Linked DNA regions of Mus musculus: regions 2, 3, 4 and 5 are each linked to region 1. The links are chromatin contacts, called in public Hi-C, HiChIP or PLAC-seq and promoter capture Hi-C maps. All regions are on one chromosome and are shown on one strand. Each heading gives the region's core, a stretch centred on a gene start, on an enhancer-like site or on the middle of the called end of the contact. The rest is flanking DNA. Distances are from core to core; before and after follow the strand shown. Region 1 holds the start of Tmem41b (transmembrane protein 41B). Region 2 holds the start of Ampd3 (adenosine monophosphate deaminase 3). Region 3 holds the start of Adm (adrenomedullin). Region 4 has its middle 17 kb from the start of Gm28863. Region 5 holds the start of Rnf141 (ring finger protein 141).

Evidence for each region. Promoter capture Hi-C pulls out the DNA fragments that hold promoters and counts their contacts. Hi-C and Micro-C count contacts between places; a contact is called where the count stands out from the background. HiChIP or PLAC-seq counts read pairs in DNA pulled down with a chosen protein or histone mark.
Region 2: a contact with region 1 is called in a promoter capture Hi-C map of hippocampal neurons, with 3 times the contacts expected there. The contact joins the promoter of Ampd3 here to the promoter of Tmem41b in region 1. A contact is called at or near these places in 2 of 39 promoter capture datasets (hippocampal neurons and pre-B cells), 1 of 115 datasets of contacts at active chromatin or transcription factors (bone marrow-derived macrophages) and 1 of 9 other capture datasets (adipose tissue).
Region 3: a contact with region 1 is called in a Hi-C map of B cells, with 18 read pairs. The contact joins the promoter of Adm here to the promoter of Tmem41b in region 1. A contact is called at or near these places in 15 of 39 promoter capture datasets (the 3T3-L1 cell line, 3T3-L1-derived adipocytes, the C10 cell line and 9 more), 5 of 484 Hi-C or Micro-C datasets (B cells, the Ba/F3 cell line, the HPC-7 cell line and 2 more), 9 of 115 datasets of contacts at active chromatin or transcription factors (T-cell acute lymphoblastic leukemia, astrocytes, embryonic stem cells and 5 more) and 2 of 9 other capture datasets (liver and macrophages).
Region 4: a contact with region 1 is called in an H3K27ac HiChIP or PLAC-seq map of extraembryonic endoderm stem cells, with 3 times the contacts expected there. The contact joins the enhancer-like site here to the promoter of Tmem41b in region 1. A contact is called at or near these places in 1 of 39 promoter capture datasets (the SN4741 cell line), 3 of 484 Hi-C or Micro-C datasets (the Ba/F3 cell line, the HPC-7 cell line and the N1E-115 cell line) and 3 of 115 datasets of contacts at active chromatin or transcription factors (T-cell acute lymphoblastic leukemia, embryonic stem cells and extraembryonic endoderm stem cells).
Region 5: a contact with region 1 is called in a promoter capture Hi-C map of pre-B cells, with 5 times the contacts expected there. The contact joins the promoter of Rnf141 here to the promoter of Tmem41b in region 1. A contact is called at or near these places in 4 of 39 promoter capture datasets (hippocampal neurons, liver and pre-B cells), 2 of 484 Hi-C or Micro-C datasets (B cells and CD4 T cells), 2 of 115 datasets of contacts at active chromatin or transcription factors (large pre-B cells and memory CD8 T cells) and 1 of 9 other capture datasets (liver).

The regions. Positions count from the first base shown.
Region 1 is chr7:109,984,821-109,987,520 of GRCm38.p6, forward strand. It overlaps Tmem41b (transmembrane protein 41B), which reads right to left and starts at 1,410. Exons shown (of 7, transcript NM_153525.5): 1 at 1,142-1,410. The coding sequence starts at 1,262.
Region 2 is chr7:110,766,908-110,769,607 of GRCm38.p6, forward strand. It overlaps Ampd3 (adenosine monophosphate deaminase 3), which reads left to right and starts at 1,299. Exons shown (of 15, transcript NM_001276301.1): 1 at 1,299-1,472. It also overlaps B430319F04Rik.
Region 3 is chr7:110,626,393-110,629,092 of GRCm38.p6, forward strand. It overlaps Adm (adrenomedullin), which reads left to right and starts at 1,265. Exons shown (of 4, transcript NM_009627.2): 1 at 1,265-1,429; 2 at 1,865-1,984; 3 at 2,133-2,282; 4 at 2,470-2,700. The coding sequence starts at 1,887. Gm28863 (a long non-coding RNA gene) reads right to left here. Exons shown (of 3, transcript XR_003946665.1): 2 at 343-2,023; 3 at 1-106.
Region 4 is chr7:110,646,845-110,649,544 of GRCm38.p6, forward strand. No RefSeq gene overlaps it. Among named protein-coding and RNA genes, the nearest start is that of Gm28863, 17 kb to the left of the region's middle. Within about 2 kb of position 1,292, at least 77 of the 459 cell types and tissues checked have an H3K27ac peak or open chromatin away from gene starts, as enhancers often do. A contact at or near this core is called in extraembryonic endoderm stem cells, where this site is marked.
Region 5 is chr7:110,842,984-110,845,683 of GRCm38.p6, forward strand. Rnf141 (ring finger protein 141) reads right to left here and starts at 1,398. Exons shown (of 6, transcript NM_025999.3): 1 at 1,356-1,398.

The DNA of each region.
Region 1 (2,700 bases), core at 160-2,659:
TGACCTACAGAACCAAACAAGGTCTTTTAAAAAGTAGAAGGCAGGGAGGGGGCTGGTGAGATGGCTCAGTGGGTAAGAGCACCCGACTGCTCTTCCAAAGGTCCAGAGTTCAAATCCCAGCAACCACATGGTGGTTCACAAGCATCTGTAACGTGATCTGATACCCTCTTCTGGTGTGTCTGAAGACAGCTACTGTGTACTTACATGTAATAAATAAATTAAAAAAAAAAAAAGTACAAGGCGAAGGCCGTGCAGTGGTGGCACACGCCTTTAATCTCAGCACTTGAGAGGCAGAGGCAGACGATTTCTGAGTTCGAGGCCAGCCTGATCTACAGAGTGAGTTCCAGGACAGCCAGGGCTATACAGAGAAACCCTGTCTTGAAAGACCAAAAAAAAAAAAAACAAAAAAAACAAAAAAAAAAACAAGGCGGTAGTGTACGCCTGCACGCCTTGGATCCAAGTACTTGGGAGGCTGAAGGAAGCCATTCTTTGCCTTAGAGGCCAGTCTAATCTACAGAGCAAGGTCCTCCAATACAACCAGGGCTACTTAGCTTGAAAACAAATCAAACAATTTTTTTTTTTTAAGTTACAAACCAGGTTAAATGGAAACACAAGAGCTGAAAATGTTGTGTTTTTTTCGAGGCAGGGTTTTCTCTGTGTAACCTGGAACTTGTCTGTCTCCGGAGAACTGGATTAAAAGGACGCGCAACTACAACTACCACCGGCTAGAATCTGACACTTTCAAGTGGCACCTGGAAGGGCAAGTCTTTGCTCTTAATCACAACCTTAGTGTGGCTCTGTGACTCTACACAAGTCATGGAGCTGCATAGTCCTCAGTATGTTCATCTGTAAAACAATACAACGAAAGCTCAAGTCTCTCAAATACCTGTCTGGGTGGCCTGGATAACGAACCGGTCTATTTGGTGTCACAAGTCGGGGTCACCGCTTCCTTTGACTAAAGTCTATTGAGAAAAAACTAACTAGGAGGAGTCTAGCCCTCTGTCATGCTGGGTTCCCCGCCAAGTACAGGACTCTCTTGCTGAGATGCTTCGGTGCTGAAAGGTCCCTCTTTCCCTGCGACCTGCACCACGGGGTCCTAATCTTTAGGGCAGCCTCAGCCCCGTCCCGCAGGTCCACTCACCGTTCAGATGATCTTTGCTGCCAGGCGCGGCGGAACCCTGGGTCCTCACTGCCCGGTCCCCGGCTGGGGTCGAGTGCAACATTTCGGTGGGCGATCGATCAGCCACTCTGCCTTTCGCCATGGCTGCTGCGGGGGCCGCGAAGAGCTCCTACTGGTGCCGCGCCCCCTTGAATGACTAAAGCTCCTCCCGCAGCTTTCTTTCAACACCCAGGCGCGAGGCACAACTACTTCCGGCACGACCACCTCACCTGAGACGACCTCGAAAACTTGACACTCGGCGGAGCCTTCCAGAGATATCAGGTGAGGGCCCGCCCAGAACCGCCCACGAACCTCGCGCGCTCCCGCACGCCCAGTAACCGCGAGACAAGTCAGGGCCGACCCCGCCCCCTCCGGGGCCCCGCCCACCTCGCTGGTGTAGGGCGCATGAGCAATATCGCATTGGCAAGTCATGGGTCTGCGGCCTAAGGTCCGACTTCTCCGCGTAGCTTTCGTCACACGGAAGTGAGGCTCGAGTACTTCAGACTCTTTGTTCCGCCAACCGGAAGTGTCTGCGCGCGACTAGTTGGTGTTGGAGATTCCATTCGTTCCGCAGCAAATGGGTTACAAGCGCTGTGGAAGCTGGAAGCCTGTTCTTAAAATCGTGTAAAATTTAAAACATGAGACAAACGTACCTGAATCTCACAAAATTGAGACCTAGAAACAAAGAAGATCACAGAGTGACAGAAATTAGTTTAGAGTCCAAGGTTTTTCACTCACCTGTCCAAAGTAAATTCACCCTTACTCGCTATATTTTGGCGTTTCCTGAGCCAAGGCATAGCTTCTTGACAGTTTTTCTCCTTCTGCCCCTCATATCCAGCTTCTCACTGGTAAGTATATTAGAGTCACCTCTTCTTTAGGATTTTGCTTTGTCTTGTTCTTTTTTTTTTTTAAGATTTATTTATTATTATATCTAAGTACACTGTAGCTGTCTTCAGACAGACCAGAAGAGGGCATCAGATCTCATTACGGATGTTTGTGAGCCACCATGTGGTTGCTGGGATTTGAATTCAAGACTTCGGAAGGGCAGTCGGTGCTCTTAACCACTGAGCCATCTCTCCAGCCCTGTTTTGTTTTGTTCTTGCTGTCGATATAATCTTAGACCTTGGGCATACAAACCACACCATTCTGTTGCTGAGCGATGCCCCTATCCAATTGACATTTTTTTCGTTATCTTTTTTAAAAGCAGGTATCGAAGGTAATAGTGGGGAATTTCTTCGTGAAAGTAACTTAGCAGTGTATTTTAAAATTTGGACAAAAAGGGGGAGTGGGGAATTGGATTGTTCTTAAGCAGTAATTACACTTAGAAGAAATAATCTGATATCTAGAGAATTGGCAGCTCAGTGCGTAGAAGTATTTGTCTCTTAAACTTGACAGGCTTATTTCGGTCTCTGAGACCTAATAGCAGTAGGTGAGAACTAACTCTTGGAAGTTGTCCTCTGATTACTTTTTTTTGGGGGGGGGGGCGGTTTGAGACAGGGTTTCTCTGTGTAGCCCTGGCTGTCCTGCAACTCGCTCTGTAG
Region 2 (2,700 bases), core at 49-2,548, 780 kb after region 1:
CCAGAATCTACTCGGTGACGTATAACACTCATAACTCCAGTTCTAGGGGAGACAATGCCCTCTTTTGACTTCCTCATGCACCAAATACACAGGTATGCACAGACATATATGGGAACAAAAGGTTCATGCACATAAATAAATCTAAAAAAAATTAAGGTTCAGCAAACTAGCTAGCTTTTTGTTTCTGTTTCTGTTTGTTTGTTTTTCTGTTAGACAGGGTTTCTTTGTATAACAGAGCCCTGGCTGTCCTGGACTTGCTTTGTAGACCAGGCCGGTCTCAAACTCAAAGATAGCTGTATGCTGCTTGAGTGCTGGGATCAAAGGCATGGACCACCAAGCCTGGCCTAGCAAACTAGTTTAATCACGGTTCTTTCACCAAGCCGATCATGGGCAACTTTAAAGCAAGAAGAAAAAGATGCAGCATACTATTCATTAAAAGGAAAATAATTTTCTGGGTTGATGGTATGTGCCTTTAATCCCAGCAGTCTGGAGGCAGAAGGAGGGTCCATATAGCAAAATCCAGGTGAGCCAGGGCTGCATAGTGAGATCCTGTCGTATTTTTAAATTATTGCTTCATTTTTATCACATCTTTAACATTTTAAGTGTGCTATGTAATGTATATTAGCAGTCATGTGAGTATCATTGATAAATATGTAGATTGCAAGCATCAGGCTATGAAGTAGAAAGAATAAAATTTGGTGCTTAAATGAGACAGCTGTGAAGTGAATGAAAACTCACAGTAGCAGTAACTCTGTGAAAGAGGCACAAGTCAAAAGGTGGCTCCCCAGTGTGGCTTAAAGTGGGGGTGCTTGGGTGAGGTCACTGGTCAAGACTAAAACCACCAGCAGGCAATTAGGAGTTGGGCCTAGGAATCTCTGGTTGAGATGCACCTGCCGCTCTAGAGTATTCTGGGCCTAAGAGTTTACTAGCTTATCAGCAGGCAGGAGGCCATTAAAACCACCTGGATGGGCCTGGATTCTCTGAGTTAGCTCCAGAAATGATCCAGGGAGCTGGCATCCCGAGACTCCTCGGAGCAGGAGCAGCATAATGGAAAACCAGGCCATGGAGGCTAAGAAACCGGTCACTCTGTGGAAGTCTGTGGAAGCCAGCGGCGGCAGACACCCAGTGCTAACTTTGGGAGCTGTGTTCCAGGAAGGAAGGCGTGGTCAGCAGGCTGCAGTGCTGGGAAGAGGTGAGCAAGGGTGCACAGAAAGCTCCCGCTGGCCTTGGCAACTCAGAGGTCATTCCGGACTTTGAGGGGCTGGCATAGAAACTAGACCGCAGAAGGCTGGGAAGCAAGGAAGTGTGTGTGTGTGTGTGTGTGTGTGTGTGTGTGTGTGTGTGTGTGTGTGTGTGTGTGTGTGTGTACACGCGCGCGCCCGTGTGTGTTGGGAGGGGCGGGAAGGTGATTCAAGGGACCGGTCCAACACCTGGAGAAAACCAACGCTTGCTGGTCGGTTTAGCTACCAAGAGTAAGTGTCGTGGAGGGAACCATGCCTCTAGAATCTCGTTTTTTGGGGAAAGTCCTGGTTGGGAGGGGAGGAGGAGGTGGGCAAACACCTCGAGGCGCAGCAGCTAGATTGGTGGTAGGGAGGCTCAGAGCGGGTATCCCTGCTGGCATCTGACCCGGGACAGTGTCGCGGCCCCACGGAGCCCGGGTGGAGCCGGACTCGCTTCCGGCCGAGGACAGGGAGGCTGCCGCGCCCGGGTGCTTAGGTTTCCTGCTGGCAGCGCGGCCCAGCGCCTCGGGTAGCTTCGGGTCCTCCAGGTAGTGCGCGATCCCGCTGCACAGGCTCTCTGCCCCGCCACCGGGCCCTGCCGCACAGCGCTCAGCCTGGTCCCCACCAGTCGCGGGCTCCTGCGGGGCGGGCACGGGCTGCAAGCGCGGCCTGGTCGGGTCCAGCTCCACGTACCGGGCCGCGCAGGCGTCAGTGCGCTGCTGCCGCTGCCCTGTGCGCCCTGCCCGGCGCGGCACCTGCGCTCCAGCCCGGCAGCCGGCCCCCATGGCCCTGCCCTCCGAATCCGGTGAGTGCGCGCGATGCTGCGCCGCTGACCTTGGGCCGGCGCTCTGTGCCCAGTCCCCTCTGTGCTCAGAGACCAGAACCTCCGCAGCTCCCACCTCCAGAGCCTGTTCCCCGTCCCTACCCAGCGGTGGCCTGGGTCCTGGCCTCTGGTGAGCCTGCAGCACCTCTGGTTCCTGGCTTAGAGAAAAATCTCAAGATTTAGGGAAATTAAAGGAACCGGGCATGCTAGCTTTTGAGCTCCTGGACAAGTTTCTAGGTGCCTGAGCCTCACTGGGTGTGTTGGGCTGGGGTGAACTTCTAGGTGGAGGCAGAGGTATGGACCAGATGATGAGTCCGTTTGAGGACCCCTTTCTTACCTCCTGTCACTGGGCAAGTCACTGGGAGTACACCCTTGTGCTGTAGTAGGTTGGTTCCGCCCTTGAACTTCCTGCAGCTGCTTTAAGAGCAGATCTGCTAATGGCTGGTCTAGGCTGGCAGAGGCCTGTGATGCAAGTTTGAGAGGCCCCTTAGTAGATGTTTTCTAACGGGAGTGTCCCCAAACTGCATGTGGCTGGTGAGAAATAAGCAAAGTTACTGGAGTAAAGCTGACAGCAGTATGCCCAGTATGGTCCTGAGCAGTTGTGGGCTGAGCAGGGACCTCTTTAAGAAGACATGCTTTGTACCCTAGGTACAAAGA
Region 3 (2,700 bases), core at 15-2,514, 640 kb after region 1:
CACATCACCAGGGCTGGGGGCTAGGAGCTGTCGTAGGTCATGTCTTTAGCTTCGGGACCTTCCGGGAGACCTGCATGCGGAGCTACGCCTGTCGCCCAGTTTGGCCCTAGAAGGGAAGAAAGTGAACTCACGGATCTGTGAAGAGCACCAGCCCGTGGCAAACGTGTTCGAACTGATTCATCGTGAATTAGCACATATCTCTGGGCTAGGCGGGGGCCGGCATTCTCCCCCCACCTGATGAGAATGGTGACCCCAGCCAGAAAACCGAGCCGCTGTGCCCCAGTCTTTTGAGTCCAGACTCTACAGCTTCCCACCTTTAGTGTGACTGGGCAATAGACTTACCCTTTCGGCACTTCACTTTAATTCAAGAGAACACCAGCTCGGGAGTGTAGAGATCAAAAGCGATTGGGATCTGGCTGGGATTTGTCAACTGTAAAGTGATTAACATATGTGAGGCATTAGTGTGCTCCCAGTCAGTCAATCCTCACGTTTATGATGGATGAATGAAGGCAGTCAGGTCAACTCGCAGGTCATAGCCTTATAAGGGATAATAGTATCACAAGGAAGAAAACAAAACTATCTCTCTTCCTAATTTTGGCTATTCCTGTATTTCCAAATAGGAATGTGAGTTCTGAATTTTCAGATAACTACCCTCTCCAAACCCCAATTTCCAATTCAGCTGTTCCCAGTTCTGCCCTTATTACGAAATCCGTACTGGCTAGTCTATCGAGAAACCCCTCAGTCCCAGTCACTGGAGACTGAGCCTCTCCCTTCCAGGTGTACCCTGCGGGCACAGATGGGGGTCGAGGCTCAGTCAGGTGCTAAGCCGGCAGGGGGCGCGGTCCATTTGAGGTCACAGCTCCCCAAGTCCGGGGTTTTGGTTATCCATGTGTCCCACCCGTCTCCCGGTTCTTGCAGCACTGTCCAGGAAGCTCAGATCAGCACTCTGGGTTGTACACATTATGGGCAAAGGATTCACCCCACCCGAGTTGTTCTGGTTCCCCTTCCCTTCTCACTGTTTGAACTCTATGCTGGGAAATTAGGGCAAGGGAAGTCCTGCTCCAGTCTAATCTCTCAGAGCGGATCTCTGAGATGTCTAGCCACAGGGGACCTCTTACCCCTACCCCCCATACCCACAGGCAAGCTGCAGGGCAGGTCTGGTTTTAGAAGCAAGCACGCTGGAGAGGGAGGACTCCAGGGCAAATCTGACCACGCCCACCGTCCGCCCCTGAGCGCTTATAAGACGCTGGAGCTGGTGCTCACTAGTCAGTGGTTTCTTGGTGACACTAGACAGAGCAACTCCAGCGTTACCGCTCCCGCTCCTGGTTTCTCGGCTTCTCATCGCAGTCAATCTTGGACTTTGGGGTTTTGCTACTGTCAGAAGGACTTCTTTCTGCTTCAAGTGCTTGACAACGCACCCCTTTATCAGGTAGGAACCGCTGGCCTCCAGCATGTTAGGGAGGGGGACGGCTTTGCCAAAGCCCCAAAACTTGCAGAGCTGGACAAGGGGGAACAACCCACTTTAGGGTATCCAATGTAGAGAACACCTCATTGCCCAGGTCTAGCTCATGCGCACAGCTGGAGCTCTCTTGAGATCCCCCCTCCTCCTTGGGCTGAGATCCTGGGACTTTAGTTGGAAACCTCTGGAAGCCTGGCACTTCTCAATGGCTTCCTTTGCCTTGCTTGTCACCCACCCGGCCAGCGCAAAAATCTCCGGTGTTTCTCTGCGCCAGTGGGGGAGATAAGCAGCTGAGCCAGGAAGAGCGCTGCCAAGCGGCTCCCCGTCCTGCCGCCACCCTTCGCGTGCTGACGGGATCGTGCTGCTGGCCCGGTTGCTCACACTCGGTGTCTTGTTCCTTTCCAGGGTATCAGAGCATCGCCACAGAATGAAGCTGGTTTCCATCACCCTGATGTTATTGGGTTCACTCGCTTTCCTAGGCGCGGACACTGCAGGGCCAGATACTCCTTCGCAGTTCCGAAAGAAGTGAGTTTGGGCCGTGCTTTCTTTCTTCACTTTGAATACCTGGCAATGAGAGAAAACTGAGAGATGGTCTGGAGGTGTTACAAAGGGAGTGGAGCTGGCTGGGACATCACTTGAACTTAGGCCAAACGCATCTGCTTGTGTTTTCTAGGTGGAATAAGTGGGCGCTAAGTCGTGGGAAGAGGGAACTACAAGCATCCAGCAGCTACCCTACGGGACTCGCTGATGAGACGACAGTTCCTACCCAGACTCTTGATCCATTCCTGGACGAGCAGAACACAACTGGCCCCCTACAAGCCAGGTAACTATGCTCTCTGCAGAGGATGTGCCCTCTCCACTACTCTGACCCTGGGGATTGTCCTGGCTGCACTGCAGCTGAGGCTCCGGCGGAGGGAACGGGTTCCAGGTCCCTCGGGTACTGCATGGCTCCGGTCCCAGGTGGTTGGGACCAAAGCCCCGGTTGATGAGGTGTCCTTCCTTCTTCACAGCAATCAGAGCGAAGCCCACATTCGTGTCAAACGCTACCGCCAGAGCATGAACCAGGGTTCCCGCAGCAATGGATGCCGCTTCGGGACCTGCACATTTCAGAAATTGGCCCACCAGATCTACCAGCTAACAGACAAAGACAAGGACGGCATGGCTCCCAGAAACAAGATCAGCCCTCAAGGCTATGGCCGCCGGCGCCGGCGTTCCCTGCTGGAGGTCCTCCGGTCCCGGAC
Region 4 (2,700 bases), core at 42-2,541, 660 kb after region 1:
CCTATGCACTCATCTGCAGAAATCCTGGAGGAGGTAGGGGTGGGGGTGGGGGAAGGGAGGAAGGAGTAGGAGGAAGGCTTCTCAGAATTACTCAGATGAACAGCTCATGGTATACAAAGCATACATACTAGAGTGTGACGAGGAGACAAAAGGTACACTATAGAGGCTTCAAAATACAGATGCATTGCTTTTAGAGTAAGTATGGCTCTTGATAAATTCACAAAAACTCATAACACGCAAAATTCCTTCCACCCGTGTCTTGCCCTGTTACTGTGGTTCACAAGCTTGTGTTGTGTTTATGTTTCATGCATTTTCTTGTTTATGTCCAGTTGTTCTTCTCTAGGGTTGTGTAAAGGCTTTGGGAATGTTCTAGCCTGGCTCAGCCATGGCAAGAGGCCAGCCACTAAAGCAATATTTCCTCTTGGGGGGCTGATGTGATCTCAGCAATGGAAAGTGAGGGGACCCAAGACAGGAAAACCCTTGCAGGTCTGGGGTAATGGTTTCAGCTTTTCCTTCCTCTCGGGATACTCATGACAGCTCTTAGTTCTAGAAGATCCTGGGTCATTTCACTTCTCATCTTCAGGCAGGGAACAACTGTTTAGTGAATAATAAGCTAAATGCTTCCTGGGATTGCTTGGAGATCTGTGGGAGCCCACCCACCATCTCTTGTATCTGCTGTGTTCTTGCTCACCCCAGAAGACTCAGCCTATGCTCCAAGTTCCTGCCAGAAAGTTCTACCTGCTCCTTCACCCTGAGTTGGTGGAGAGAGAGGGGATAGCAACTGCTGAGAGAACTCCAGATGATCAGAAGGTTGGACAACCGATTGGCAGGTCACAAGGCCACCATAGCCGCAGCCTGACAAAGGTTCCCACACAAGGGCATGTGTAGGCTCTATGATGAGCATGTGGACAAGGCCGTTGCTTCTTCAACAAGCTTGCCTTTTGATGAGCAAAGTGGTGTGCGTGCCGGGTGGTGTCAGGGCATGATTGTTTCCCATTGTTTTTGATACCAGCTTTTATGCCTTCTGTTGTGTCTGGTAACTAAGATGCTGTCAAGAAAATACAGCAAGGCTTCTCTGAGCTGAAAAAGAGCACTTTTGCAATTAGCCTTTTGTCCCTTAGGTCTGTTTCTCTTAGAACAAATGTAATCTTACTCGCTACAGACTGTCTAAAATAGCTTTTCTGATGAGTCACCTAAAAGTAAAGTTGCAGATAGCCTATTGTTTCAGCCATAGCCAGCCAACTACTAGTTACACTCACTGGGGGACGGCTGCTCTATGCTCACATGTATTTTGAGGCCAGCCTTAAAAACATCCAGAGAGCATGAAATGCCTCAGACCATGCCTTGGTACTATGCATCTCAGAAGTTCAATTTGGTTCCTCAGGACCCAAGACACGTGAGGATTTTGCCCTCAGTCATTACGACCCCACCCCCACCCTCCGCACACGCGCAGCACAGGAGTGTGCGCAGAACCTTAGGGAAATCTCCAGGAGGCCATGCTGAAGGGTCAGAGGACTTTGTAGTTGCTCTGAGGAAGAAACGAAAGCTTTAAACAGAACATCGTGCCATGGCTTGAAAGGTCATTATCTAGTTCACACTTACCTCAGAATCTAAATATTGTCTGAAAATGGATAAGTTTGCCAGGACCGCGAGCAGTGAAATCACTCAAAATAGCTCTTAGGAATCTTCAAGGCCAGTGTGGCTCGGGCCGGCCATTGACACTCAAAGCCATTGCTGCCTGTGGGAGGAATTCAGCAGCAGTGAGACGGGGCAGCTGCTTAGAGGAAGGGTTTTCCTCCGTAGTCCTTGAAAACTGTAGATGCCTCTCTTCTTCAAGTGAGTCAACTTTGTCTCTCTTCCATCACCGGCAAGCGTGGGGAGGAGACTGGTGCTCTTCAAGTGGGTTCCTCAGCGCTGCAGACCTCTGAACAGTCTGCCCTCCCCCAACCCCAAGCTGTGGTGGCAGTGCCCATGTGGTGTCTTAGTAGGCAGCAGTGGCTACCAGCTTTACTTTGCTCCTGGCCGGGCCGCACCCTGGATTGGCTAAAGCCAGGTTACCTCCTTCCAGGCAGCTGCAGGGGTCAAAGTCCAGAGGAGTTCTTCCCAAGTAAACAAGTCGGACAAAGGCAGTTCCCAGCAGTACACGGGGCTGCACTCCAGAAGGCTGTTTGCAAATCTGTCCTTTGGAATCTGGAAGACTATTCCTGAGGAGGAACAATGTTATACTTTGTGGCAACATTCCCAGGCTATCCCATACCACTGAATGGACCCAGAACGGACTTATAATGAAGTGTTCTGGGCATAACGTTGTAGGCAATAGAGACATTTACTGAGCCCTGTAGGATACGGTGTGATATGTGAATTCAAAGTTAACCCCAGCTTTGTAGAGGGTTGACTTGGTGCCTTCCACTCTGCATTTGAGCAGCACCATCCTTTGGGCTCAGGTCCAGACTGACTAATAAGGAGGAAAAACGCTGAACCCGGCCATGGCACTCCTCTCTCTGCTTCCTGACTTAGATGCAATGTGACCAGCTGTTCTGTGCTGTGACACCATCGACTTCCTTACCACAATGGACTGTACTTTCAAACTGTGAGCAAAAATAGACCCTTCCTTCCTTAGGCTATTTTAGGTGTTTGTGAAATTTATTTTTATCTTATGCATGTGGATGTTTAGCCCACGCACATCAGCACCATGTGAAT
Region 5 (2,700 bases), core at 148-2,647, 860 kb after region 1:
GGTCAAAGGTATTAAGGAGGAGAAATAAAACTAAAGAAATCTCAATAAAATAAAATAAAACCTGAAAACCTATAAACAAACAGAGTACTGAGTAAGTGCTGGAGTTCTAATAGCACCAGTTGTTAATTTTCCTTATAGATTATCCATTCATCCTTTCATGGATTCTTGGAAAATTGGCAAGTATTATAGACAGCCTGACAAAGCACACACCAAGTAGTAAGTACACTCTGACTTAGAAAGAAAAATATTCTCTTTGCACCTTCTCTACCTTTTTAGAAAGAGAAATCAACTTCCTCTAGTTAAAAGAATTTAGATATATTCAGAGAATATCTATCCTATATGTCCCTTATATATATGGTTCCCTTACGCCAAATGACAAAGATAACATAGTCTTGAAAAACACAATCATGTTAAGACAGAAACCGAAACCAGCCAGCACAAAAGGGGTAAAACAAAATCCACGCAAGTCCTGAGGGCTCTGAATTCAGAAGGCATTACTTTTCAAGGACAACTATCAGGACCATTGGTCGGGTGACAGTTCAAGCCCAAGTAAAAGTCTAAAGGGTGAATTTCATTCTATAGCAAGCACGGTAAGGGGGTGTGGAAAAGATGGTCTTAGTTTGAGAAGCACGGATTAAAAGCAACTGGGAGTGTTACTGGAGCTACATGTACTCCAGAAGAAGGACAAGAAATGCTGGGCATCAGGAAATGGGGCTGGGTCGGAATATGAAGAATATGAAGGTAGGCTGGAGACAAATTGCAACAACAGTAACCCCACAGTTTTGTAATGAAACTGCACACAGAAGGCAACTTACCCTACAATTATGATTAGCAAGGAAACTTTTTTTTTAATGTCGGTCCTCAAAAGGTAGCAATTAGCTTGACAAGCAAGGGCCCGGGTGCACTGCCGGGGCGGGTTTAGTAGGAGGGCTGGCCGACACCACGGGCCCAGGCTCTCCCTCAGAAGCCTTGCCCTGTGGCCACCCTGCCGCCCTGGCCCCAGCACCCGCCCCTCAGCCCCTCCTTGGCGCACCTGCTCTGCTAACCAACAGCTAAACTGCTCAGTGCGCCAGCGCCAAGATTCAAAACCGCTCGAGCTGATCTCTGAAAGCTCTCCTCAGCACCACCGCGAAGGCGGACCCAGAGTCTCCACCGCCACCGAGAAGGCGGACCCAGAGTCTCCACCCGCCCAGGAATCGGTGCCCAAAGCCCGCAGCCGAGGCCCTGACAAGGGGCCCTAGCTCCTCTGAAGCCCGGTTTCACACCCTGGTGCTGCCCGGGCCTCCACTCCCTACTCCAGGACCGTGGAGTGGCTGGGAAGGGACACAGCGAAGGGGCGGCGCTGCAAGGCTCACCCAGTTCAAGGCATCGCTCTCCTCGCACCAGGGACACCGCCTCGGCTGCTGCTTAGCTAAACCCGCTAGGCGGCAGCGGCGCGGCCCGCAAACCAGTCGCACCTCAGTGACGTAAGGCCACGCCCTCGCGCGTTGCCTGGAGACGGAGCTCCACCCCCCCCTGTTGGCTTTGGAGGTTTTTGTAGCTCAAGGCTGCTGACACACACCTGTAGGCAAAATAGTCACATACATAGAAATCAATAAAATTAAATACTTTTGTAAAAAAGGACAAAAAAATGAAGAGGCAAGTCACAGGCTTTGGAAAAGCAAAATATATTTAACAAAGGACTTCTAATTAGAATACACAATTCTTACCCCTCCCCCCCCCAAAAAAAAAAAAAACAACAACAACAACAAAAAAACCCACAATTTTTTTAAATGGCCAAAGACTAGACTAGCCTTTTAGATTTATGGATAGCAAATAAGCACATGAAATGATGTCTGAGACCATTATGCAAATTAGAAGGGAAGTGAATTATCAATACAATACCACAGTGGCTAAAATGAAAAGAACTGTATTAAATATTGACAAAGATGCTGAACAAATCTGTTCAGATTGTCTGTTGGGGATGTAAAATGATACAATCATTGTGGAACGAGATTGTGGCCATTTCTTTAAAACCTAAGCACAAACATTCCAACCACATAGTCCAGTCATCCTGCTTCTAGAATAGATCCACATGAAGACTAGTACACCAACATCAGATACCTGATGTGGTGGTTTGAATGAAAATGGTCCCCATAGGCCCACAGGGAATGGCACTATTAGGAAGTGTGGCCTTGCTGCAATAGATAAGGCTTTGTTGGAGAAAATATGTCACTAGGGGTGGGCTTTGAGTTTTCAGATGCGTAGGTCAGACCCAGTGTCACTCTCTCTTCCTGCTGCCTGCTGATCCAGATGTAGAACTCTCAGCTACCTCTCCAGCATGTCTGCCTGTGTGCTGCCATGCTTCCCACCATGACTATTATGGACTAAACCACGGAATTCTAAGTCAGCCCCAATGAATTGTTTTCCTTTATACGAGTTTCTCTGATCATGGTGTCTCTTCACAGCAGTAGAAACCCTATGACAACATATCAACAGGTGAATGGAAAACAACTGAAATAAAGTCACACAATGGAATATTACTCAGCAATAATAAAGAATACATGATTGACACACTTAACAATGTGGATGAGCCTGAAATACTTAGGCTGAAAGAAGATAGACCTTCCAAAAAAATTTTCTAGAATAGCCCCCGCCCCCAGGAATCTTTAGTGGCAAAATCAGATCAGTGGTTGCTTAGCGGGTGGTGTCAGGTAGGAA